Linked DNA regions of Mus musculus: all the other regions are linked to region 1. A link is a contact called in public HiChIP or PLAC-seq and promoter capture Hi-C data. All regions are on one chromosome and are shown on one strand. Each heading gives the region's core, a stretch centred on a gene start, on an enhancer-like site or on the middle of the called end of the contact. The rest is flanking DNA. Distances are from core to core; before and after follow the strand shown.

What was found. Promoter capture Hi-C pulls out the DNA fragments that hold promoters and counts their contacts. HiChIP or PLAC-seq counts read pairs in DNA pulled down with a chosen protein or histone mark.
Region 2: a BATF HiChIP or PLAC-seq map of CD8 T cells shows a contact between it and region 1, with 5 read pairs. The contact joins two enhancer-like sites. A contact is called at or near these places in 3 of 115 datasets of contacts at active chromatin or transcription factors (CD8 T cells, embryonic stem cells and memory CD8 T cells).
Region 3: a promoter capture Hi-C map of the HPC-7 cell line shows a contact between it and region 1. The contact joins the promoter of Stim2 here to the enhancer-like site in region 1. A contact is called at or near these places in 2 of 39 promoter capture datasets (the C10 cell line and the HPC-7 cell line) and 3 of 115 datasets of contacts at active chromatin or transcription factors (CD8 T cells, bone marrow-derived macrophages and pancreatic cancer cells).

What each region holds. Positions count from the first base shown.
Region 1 is chr5:53,419,579-53,423,148 of GRCm38.p6, forward strand. No RefSeq gene overlaps it. Among named protein-coding and RNA genes, the nearest start is that of Gm40304, 130 kb to the right of the region's middle. Within about 2 kb of position 2,028, at least 42 of the 459 cell types and tissues checked have an H3K27ac peak or open chromatin away from gene starts, as enhancers often do. A contact at or near this core is called in CD8 T cells, the HPC-7 cell line and memory CD8 T cells, where this site is marked.
Region 2 is chr5:54,099,590-54,103,159 of GRCm38.p6, forward strand. It overlaps Stim2 (stromal interaction molecule 2), which reads left to right. Exons shown (of 12, transcript NM_001081103.2): 4 at 2,986-3,097. Among named protein-coding and RNA genes, the nearest start is that of Stim2, 100 kb to the left of the region's middle. Within about 2 kb of position 1,607, at least 162 of the 459 cell types and tissues checked have an H3K27ac peak or open chromatin away from gene starts, as enhancers often do. A contact at or near this core is called in CD8 T cells and memory CD8 T cells, where this site is marked.
Region 3 is chr5:53,996,595-54,000,164 of GRCm38.p6, forward strand. Stim2 (stromal interaction molecule 2) reads left to right here and starts at 1,929. Exons shown (of 12, transcript NM_001081103.2): 1 at 1,929-2,440. The coding sequence starts at 2,290. It overlaps Gm30601 (a long non-coding RNA gene), which reads left to right. Exons shown (of 2, transcript XR_376962.2): 2 at 1-19.

The DNA of each region.
Region 1 (3,570 bases), core at 778-3,277:
GTGCTAGGAATCAAAGCCGGGGCTTCATGCACAATAGTCAGATACTCTCCCTATGCCAGCTCAGTGGGCACGAGCTTGTGAAGGGGTGACTGTGGTTAATCGCAGCTGTTCTGGTAAAGATGGTGATGGCTACAAGTCACGATGGGTGATTGAGAACACAGAGATCTCACAAAATTTAAAAGGACTTATATCAGCTTAAACTTGAACATTTGAAGGGACAAATAATGAAAAATTAAAAGGGATGCCAAGACCTCGAACATCCTCCAAGCAGAAAGAAGCCTAAGAGAGCACCTCAACTAAACACAACGGACATTTGGCTTTGTCAGTTTGGTTTGGATTGGGGCTTCTTGAGACAGGGTCTTACTATGTAGCTCTTGCTGGAATGTGCTATTAAGAGCAGGCTGGCCATGCATTGCAGTGATTCTCCTGTCTCTGCCTTCTGAGTTCTAAGATGACAGGCATGCACCACCACACCCAGCTCACAGGGTATTTCTTACAGGAAAGGAAGGAGGATTCAGAAGGAAAAGCCAGGAATCCTCAAGGAATTGCCAAGAGCCATGGAAAACTACTCACAAGAAGCAGAAACACACAACCAATCCAGGGACATTCTCTGGCCCAGGCGTCAGGGCAAAATGGTAACATGTGCCCAGTGGAATTCCAGAATTGCTCACAACAGTGGTGCTTGCCCGTCCTGTGTGCTCTCGACTTTATGGCTTTCTTCTGCATCCTCTCCCACAACAGGTTCTTCGTTTGTGATATAACTTGCCATCTTGACCCAGAGGGATCATGATGCCTCCTCCTTTAGCAACCACACAGAAGCAACTGCTGAGAAACAGTATTAGGGAGTAGAGGAGAGACTGCTATATTATAGTGACGACTTGGAGCTGATTCCATCATGGAATGAGGATTTGGGCAGGTGCGAGTGCTAACCACTGTCAAAGGCAGAAGGGTAACCATGACAGATTATCACCTGTGTCTGCCACCCATTCCCTCTCTCTGCCTGAAATGCCACCTCATAAAGATGTAGCTCTCTTCCTTGTGTGCTTGTCTTGACCAAGCAGGGGCATCCGGAAGTTTTGAATCCCTCTGCCTGATGAGCACTGGCAGCTTTATCCTTGGGAGCACTGGTAAAGCACAGGCCCATTTTCAAGAAGCAGAATGGGGAGATTGCTTAAGATCTCTTGAAGGGAGGCTCAGGCCATCAACTGTCAGTTCAACCTGAGCTCCCAGCCAGTGGCTAGAACTAATGTCCAGCCATGTTAGTAAGGCTATTTCTGAACAACCATCCACCACCACTACCATCCCCACCCTGACTCCCTCGCCAATACCACAGACACATGAGCACTTAATTAAGCCACAGGATCTTAGGGACAAGAATTTGTTGCAGTTTGAAACCACAAAGTTTTGGTTGGTTTGTTGTGGCAACAGGGGACTAAAACAGAAGATAAGAGAAACTCTAGGGAGACTTAAGAATCTTAGGTAGCTATATGGATAGCAGAGATGGCAAAAGGAGCCAGAGAAAGAGGAAGGCACCTAGCAATAGCAAGTGCACATGAAAGTGGAGGATGCTTGCTTCAAAACAAGAAGAAACTCACTCACAGCATCAGAAGTCTCCGAGGACCCCAGAAAGATGATGAACAAACATAGTGGCAATCCACCCTCATCTTTAATAAAGTGACTCCATTGGTGGCCATTGGTAAACAGTGTCAGCAAAGCAGTGGCCACCAAAGCCAATGTCTGGGGTTAAAGAGACTTCTAGCAGGGCCCTTGACTTGCTAGACAGTGACAACAGGAGGAGACAGCAGGCGCAGACATCCTGCCATCAAGTTATCTCTAAAGGAAATGAAAGTAATAGGACATTTGATAAATGAGGCCATGAGGTCAAGGGGAGTTTTACATTAGCGCTTCAATACTTTCCACTCCACCTCCAGGTTGGACTTTTTGTAAATGGGTACCTTAGGGCTGGCGTGTGGCTGCAGCTGTGGTTGGTTCGTGAGGTTCTGGAGGAAGCTGGGGCATGTAGATATGATGGTGGTGGTGTGTGGGGTGAGGGGTGTAATGCTGGGTGTTCAGATGAGCCATGTGTCATTAAGCAACTATAGCAGTGTGTTACTTCAGAGTCTCCTCCTCCTCTGTTCTAGAGGGGACATCCTGGAAGATGCTGAAGAGCCTTCTAGGATTAATATTCAAGTTCAAATGTTTCTAGGTGTGACAGTTATACTTTGTTCTCAAGGCTAAAGCAAAAATCTAGTGTGTGAATATCAGTTAAATATTCTAGTGTATCAAACAAAACGTTGGCTCTCACAGCCAGCACCTAAACCACATTAACAGTATTATTCCTAGCCCAGAGCCTATGGTGCAGATCTTTGGTAGAATGTATTCAATAATGTGCTAGGTCCCTCCTGAGACTCTAAGGAGCCAGAGCTACCCAACATTCGTCATTGCAGATGTTTACCCCATTCAGAAGAGAGAGACCCATAGACATACCCAACATTAACCAGGATAGCAACTAAAAGAGGGGAGTTGGAAGTCAGGGCTAGTAAGTACAGATTATCTCCTCAAAGGATGTCTAGTCCTTCACTTGCAGGGGCTAAGAGGACAAATATTTATCACTTAAGGCATTGCAAAGGCAAAATGTACATGCCAAGACCTTCGATATCCCTCTTCCAAATGGCCAGCATTTTCAAGCTTTCTTTTGTTCCTGTTCATTGATATTGGAGGATGTTATCTGCTTTGGCTTCTTTGCTATTTCTAATTTATACTTTTGTCTTTGCTTTATGGGACACTTCAAAGTGTTGTTGCACTTCTTTACATATGTGTGTACATACATGGGCACACACTTGGCCATGACACACATGTTGAGGCCAGAGGACAATTTGCTGTCTCTCTCTACCATGTGGGACCCAGGGATCAAACTAGGTTGTCAGGCTTGGCAGCAAGCCCCTTTATCCACTGAACCATCCTATGAGCTCACGACAGTGTCCTTTTCTTCCCAGGCACAAAGAAGGAGCAAGCTAGAGAGTTAAGCGATGTTCTCACCATCAGGAAAGATCTTAGTTGGAGTTACCAAACTTTTCCTTTGGAGAAACAAAAGAAATTAGGAAGATAAATCTTATGTCTCTCATGACTACCTGCTCCCCCTCCCCCAACCTCACTCCGCAATCCTAATATATAATATCAGCGTTCTCCTTGGAGTATCAAAATGAGGCAGGGAGAATAACCCACCAGCTGCACTGTCTCTATAGTGGGAGGATGTGTGTGAGCATGCAAGTGGAGAGAACACTGCAGATCTGGGGGGGACAGGGACTTGTGGTAACATAGTTGGAAGCTCTGGGGTGCCTCTCAGGGTCGCTATCATTGTGCACTGTGCCGTGAGATGGTCCTTGCTGCCTTTACTTTCCAATTGGTCACCAGCTTCTGCATTAGTGTGATAGTTAACAATATGAACGCTTAAGACAAGGGACTTCATGTCAGCTCCTGTCCCTAAACCCTTACCAGTGGCTGTGGGACTTTGTATGGTTTAACTTATCATTCTCACGCTGTTAGCACCTACCATAGGAAGCTCTTGCA
Region 2 (3,570 bases), core at 357-2,856, 680 kb after region 1:
GAGTAAGGACAAGGCAGGCAAATGGAAAAGAGAGGGAAAGCCAGTCTCAGCTGAAGAGTGTTAGGGTCCACAAGGACACAGGGCATCTTTAAGAAGCTGCAGATCGTGCAGTGTCTGCCATTCTAAAAACAGCTTGCTCTGAAACCTACTGTGGCCATTTACTAATTTGTTTATACCTAATTAAGAGTTCTACCTTGAGAAAATTGTAGGCTCAGCATGGGAATAAATGTACTGCTTTCAGAGCTGCTACAGTGTCCACATGAAATAACATTCATAAATCTGGTATGTAGTACATAGTTAATGTTAGCAACAGTTTTTATTGGTGTCCTAGCCATTTTTAGAATTCGATCTTCCCTGTCAGCATTCTGTAATGAAATGTTCCGGGCTGGTTGTTCAGTTTACAGTGCTTTAGACAACAGCCCTTTTTTGTTATAACGGAATCAGAAAGACAGAATTTTAAAGTAGCTCAGTTTATTACTCTGTTTATTCAAAAACTTAGCCTGAGTTAAAGAGCTACGGTGGCTCTGTGACTCAGGTACACCTCTTGGCAACGGTCTCTTTCCATTCCCAAGTGTGCTGAAAATCACCGAAATGTCAGCCTATAGCAATTGGCACAGTTTTGAGCAAAAATACTTGGTAAGCAATTCCAAAGTCAGTGACAGGTAGGCAGAGGGATGGGGCGGCTTCAGGTCGCTCTTTGTCACTGGGGATCTCCTATGCAAACAAGCCTAGGTTGAACAGTACTCACTCTTTAAGTCTCATCTACTTCAGTAGTTAAGTGGCACCCAGCAAACTGTGCATGAGTGCTCAGTAAGGAACTTATACATCCTTTAGTGGAAAAGCAGATGTTAAAAGAATTCCTTCTCTTCTAGATGATTGAAATTAATTAAATTCTGTGGGGAAAAAAGTTCTTATGAAGAACTGAATTTAGCTAAGAAAGGAAGATTCAACAAAAATACAGAAGATGATAGGATTCAAACCGGTTTCATATCAGGTCTTTGAGGACGGATAAAAAGGAGCCACCGTAGGGGTTGAAAGACCAGCAGAGTATTTGGAGCAGAGGGAGCTAATACAAAACTTCTCATGTCCTGGTAATGAGAAGAAAAGCTGTTTGCAAGGAACCCAGACATCAAGTGGAAAGCCAATTCTTTCCCTCAAGTAACTCTGTCTTATGATAGGATGGTATTGTTTTAAAGATGCATTCAAAAGAGAATTGGTTTTACAAACAAAGCTATTTTAGACCAGCACAGCTGTCCACTCAGGTCGAGTAGTATTAGGACTGGACAGTTTCGTGCGCTTTTTTGCATTTCTTCCTTTGAATCTGGTCTCCTTGGAAACTTGATGTGTTGGGTTGCTTAGACTGGTTTTTTTGCTATTGAAAAATCCAAAGGCAGAGAGAATCTTATCCTGTTTTCCTGGCTGAGAGTTTTGTGTGGGTGTGTGCACTGCAGCTGTGCTGTGGGTTTCTTGGCATTCAGACAGGGCAGTTCTCCATGTAATGCATCGCAGAAGGAAGAAGCCTTCGTGTAACAAGGCTACTTTGACTGGATTAGGTTCAGCGGAAGGCCCCTAGGGCTGGGCTGCTGGCTGGTAGCCTCACTTGTTTGTCTCTGTGGCTCCAGCAGGCTCAGCCCATATACAGGTGTGAGGGTAGAGATGTGTCAGAAAGAGAACATAAGAGCTTTGTCTCAGTATAAAATTGCCACTTAGCAATACAGTTTTTAAAGGTTTTTATTAGTTAATTATACTTTGCTTGTTTTTTCTTTAAAGATCATTGAAAAGGGCAGTGTGAAAACATTGCATGCAAATGTGCATTTAGCATTTTCTATAATTTATGAGAATGCTCTTTTCCTAGAGCCTTTGTGCACAGATGGATCTGCAGCACTGCACCTACCACTTCCTCCTTGTCTTCAGCCCCGTTTGCCCTCTGCTGTGGTTTTCCCCAGTCGTCACATTAAGTGTAGACAGCATGCAGCTCTCCATTTCTCAAGCCTTCCGTTGGAACAGCTTACCCTTTACACAAGCAAGCCGAGAAAAGCCTCCAACTTAATTCTTATGGTCTCTTCTTGTTTATCCTTTTGCTCGTGGTTGTTGCTCTCAAAGTGCTATAGAGTAAGCTTCTATCTTTGTGTGCCTGTGTTCAGATCCAGTCTTTCCTAATGTGGTCCCTCTCTGACTTTCTGCCTCTTCCTAAAATACAATACAATACAGACCAAACACAGCTCAGCAAGATTACATCAGATCTTCAGAATTCTATGGCTTTTATTGTAGGCTTTAGTTGATGTAGTCAAGCCAGAGGACTTACCTAATTCATTCTCATTCACATCCTCTCTCTCTCTCTCTCTCTCTCTCTCTCTCTCTCTCTCTCTCTCTCACACACACACACATACACACACACACACACACACACACACACACACACACACTCATTTACCCCCTCCCATTTTTTAATGACTAGCATGATTTAAATGTTTCCTTCCCCCATCTTTCTTCATTTCTAAGTTGCCCCCCCCCCTGAATCTTTGCCCAGGGCACCTAGGTTTCACAGGGGTAAACAAGTTCCCCATCTGTTCTCTGCTGTATGCTGTAGTGCTTACAGTGGCCTGACTCTCACGGGGTGGTTCTCTGATTAGATGCATTAATGGGCTAGGTAAAGTGCCAATCAAGTCTATATCTAGTAAGGTGTTACACCCATGGAAATGGGTTGTTTCATCCTTTAAAAACTCTGTATTAATGCTTATTTTAGAATTAGTTTTACTGCAGTCTGTCTAATTGTTTTATGTCTTTTTTTCTGTTTTAGATTGTACACATTTGGGAAAACAGGGGTGGGCCTCACTATTTTCAGCTTACCATAGGATGCTAGATGCTATTTTACTACCACTTATTACATCTAATTGAAAACTTAATCTCCCATATGTAGATGTGTTCAGATCTTAGTTTTGAAAGCAGTGTGCTTTAAACTATACCTTCTTTTCTGTGTTACAGTTCACAATTGGACACTTGAGGATACCCTGCAGTGGTTAATAGAATTTGTTGAACTGCCACAATATGAGAAGAATTTTAGGGATAATAATGTGAAGGGAACAACACTCCCCAGGTCAGTGGTCACCCAGAGGGCGTTGAGAAATGAGATGTAGATGCAACCTTTCAATTCTAAATCTGAAAGATACTGCTGGGGCTGATGGGAGAAACCAAATACTATAAATATATCTGTTTGAAGCACTTTATCTTTTTCTTATTTTATTGTGTATGTATTCTTTGTGTATACACGTATTGTATGTATGTGTGCGTGCGTGTTTGTGGCGTTAGAGTGCAGATGACAGTGCATGTGTGTAGAGGTCAGAGAACCATCTTTCCTGAACCTTTTACCTTGCTTTGTTATCAGTGTGTGCACGCAGCAACTTAGCAGGCCCCCAAGTTACCGAGTATTCTCTCACCTCCTCCTTCTAACCTGCCCAGGCAGTGCGCATTGAGTGAATCCCTCTCCCCTCAACCTACCCAAAAAGGCTTCTTACCTTCAATGTGGTTTTCAGTGTACATTGTTCATCTGAAACAGTTGAACACTGAGTG
Region 3 (3,570 bases), core at 679-3,178, 580 kb after region 1:
ATTTATGATTCCAAATCCATTATCGGGTCTCAGTGTGCCCTGTGTTTGAAAGAAATCGTATGCCATCTTTGTTTAAAGAAGCTCGGGCCCAGTGGATTGCTAGTTTTTCCTGGTTTTATATTGTTATTGCTGTAACATAGTTTGTACTACCCACGTTAGGAACTAATTCCGAGTCAGAACCGTGTAAGAATCTATAAGGTAATAGACAAAAATTGTATCTCCTGTCCAAGATGGTAAAGTTCCCTAGGAAAGGACTGTTAGCAATTTTAGAGCTTCAAGTTCTGACTTATTTGACATTTCCAAGTGTTTCTTAGTCTGCTGAATATAATACCCCACCGTATAATACTTTGCTCGGCGTATATGAGATGTTCAGTAAATACTGATGAATTAAATGATGCCTCCTGTAGAGTAGGAAAGGAACTTATTTACTTCCTGGTTATCCGGTGCCTAGCAGTTCTGTCTACTCAGCAAACACAAGGCTTCACTGCCTTTCAGCAAGCAAAATAGAAACTTACTGTTGCCCGGTAAGGAACGGCCCCACCCTCCAACATAATGCCCCTAAGAAGTATGTCAAGAAATAATTGTGGTTGATTAGCCTTGTTATTATTCCTGATTCTTTTCTGCAGTGTGCATCTTCCTCTTCCACTACCCGACATTCTTTTGGTCAAGCTTCCTAAGGAATTGTTATGTATTTGACTTCTTGACTTCTGGAACAAACTGATCTAAACTGCAAGCCAACAACAAAATCCAACAGTAGTCAGACCTATGTTCTTAACAATCCTAGCTTCGAGTTCTTAAATATGTGTGTGTGTTCAACACCTCCTTTTACATTTCAAAGGTTTTCTGAAGAAATGCTTTGATATGGGTCTCTGAGGTATGTAGCTTGCCTCTGAGTGCCATTTACCTGGGTCACATCCTGAGGACTCCTACCACAATTGAAACAAAATAAAAAAACAGCCAACAACAATAACAACAACATAGTCCCATTGCAATGGTAGCATCTACTTGAAGAAATAGATTCCGGTTCTTTTCCCCTTTTAGATCAATTGGATCTGGAGCAGAATTGCAAGAGCATCCACAAAACTGCTTCATTGCAGATAAGCAAAATGGTCAAGTCTATGTTGTAGTTGGGGCAACCTGTTCAGCTGGCAGTCTATAGAAGTGGTGGTTTGGCAGATGAGTGGCAGTGACTGCCTTCAGTGTCAGCATGGAAAATAGTAAGAAGCTAGAGCACATTATTCGAACATTTCCATTCAGTAGTTGATAAATCGGGCCATGTCCATTTATTAGCTATGGGCCGGTGGGTTGGTTAAGCTATTTTAACATTTCAGCGCTTGGGTTTCGTCACATGTAAAATGGCGATGAGATTGAGTTACACTATGCCACTGTAAATTGCTTAGAGAAATTCCTAGCACTCTGGCACAAGGTATGCGCTTTGCCAAATGTTTGTCAAGTAAATACAAAGCTAGGCTGGGTTTCCCTCCGCTTCTACAAAGCTGGCAACCGGTAACCCCCACCAACATCCAAGTTAGGGGAGGCCGCTGTTTCCCACTGCAAGGTTTTTTTTGACCCACGGGGTTAAAGCACTCAGAGGATCTGCGACGTCGATACGCTTTATCCAGGTCTCCAGGCTGCCCATCATCAGATCACGGCGTGGGCGAGACTCACTCCTTCCTCCCGCTCAGCTTCTCTGGCTCCTGAAGCACAGCCTGGGCGGCTGTCCCACGCCCCGCCTATCGGTCTGGGAACGCCCCTAGGGGCGGGGCCCACGACCACGCACGCGCAGTGCCGCGGCGTTGCGCCTGCGCCGTGGCGGGGCTGAGGGAGGCGGGGGATTGGTATGAGAGCGAGTGTGTGAGGGGAGGGAGGTGGCCCGGCCGAGCGTGGTACTACGGCGGGCGCGGGCCGGAGGGGGCGGGGGGATGCGCCGCGGCGGCGGCGCGGGCGCTGGGCTGGGGCTTGGCCGCGCCAGAGCAGCGGATCCCGGTGTCGCCGCGGCAGCTGCGCGGGTGTCGCGCTGGGTCGGAAGACGCCGTACCACTGCGCTCCCCCACTTTTTTTTTTTTTTTTTTTTTTAAATAACCGGAACCAATGAACGCGGCGGCGAGCCGAGCTTCGCGGGCCGCCGGTGAAGGGAGCGGGTCAGCACCCGGCGGGAGTCCGCTTCCGAGGCGGCCGGGCCCCGGGCAGCTGGCGGTGAGCGAGTGGCCGGCGGCTCCTGTGAGCGCTCCTCCCGCCGTGGCACCGGGCCGGGCCTCGGGCCGCCCTCTCCGGCGGCGCTGGGCAGCAATGCTGCTCTTCGGGTTGTTGGTGGCCGGCGTGGCGGACGGATGCGATCTGGTGCCCCGGCACCTCCGCGGGCGGCGCGCGTCGGGATCGGCCGGAGCGGCGGCGTCTCCTTCGGCTGCGGCTGCGGGCGAGCGCCAGGCGCTGCTGACAGGTGAGGCCCGTGCGGGCGACGGGCAGGCTTGGCGGGACTCCCGGCAGGACCCCATCCCCCGAGAGGGCGCCTAGCGGTTGCCTTGGCGCCGGTCGTCGCACTTCGGACGCCTTCCTAGTCCACCGACTGGCGCCTCTACTGTGCTTTCTTCGCCCTTAGTGGGCTCCTGCGAGCTTCCCAGCTGAGCAATGCAGTGGTTTCTCTTTCGTGCTGCCGAAGGGACCAGTGGGGTCTGTAGGGGACTGGGCTCATTTCCCCTCTTCCCAAAGCCGCCAAAGAAAGTAGGCGGCGGCAGCAGCAGCAGCAATGCGGTATGGAGTTGGCCCCTGTTGCCTTTGCAAAGGCGGCTGGCAGCTTCTTACCGATCGAGAGCCGGGCTGAGCGCCCTGTCCCAGGGGAAGCTGCTGAAGAGATTCTTTGAGAGCCACAGCACCTAGTGGCACTAGTGGTTCTGTGTTAGTATGAAGAAACGTCAAAGTCTGGTGTGTTTTTGTGGGGGTACGAGGACGCTTTAAGGGATGGAAAGTATATGCTGTTTGAGAGCATCACTGGGTGACAAAGGGTGCAGAAAGCGCAGCAGGTAACCAGAAACACACCTACAATTTACCAAGTGCAGGATATTTGTGACGTGGATTTGGGCAGCATAGTTCTGATGGAGTGCACCAGTACCTTTTTTAAACACAGAACGTTCTAGCACTTACTGAAAACTTGCAAATATGTTTGGTAAGGTTAAGTAGAAAATTGTATGCTTTTACAGCCTTCGTTGTCTTATATAACTGATCTGGTGTGGTTTAAGCAGTGATGTAAAGGTCCTGAAATGATTTCCTGGGGCACAGTGCTGGAGGTAGAGTAACTTATTTTTCTTGCTGCTGTGTTTATTTTTAAGGTAGATCTCTAGGTTTTCTGGAAGAACAGCAGGATTAAAGAGGAATAAGATGATTCACTGTTAATTTAACTGCAGTGGTAGCCCAACAGGCGTCTGGGAGTTACTAACAGCTGCTCAGCAAAGTGTTCAGGAGTCTTTAGATCATAGCAGCTTTCCTCTGAGTTCTGTGACAGGCTATTTCCTGTTGCAGACAGAAGAAGGATGTCGGTAAGCATTGTCAGGCACTTTGAGAGTTGGAGGGTAT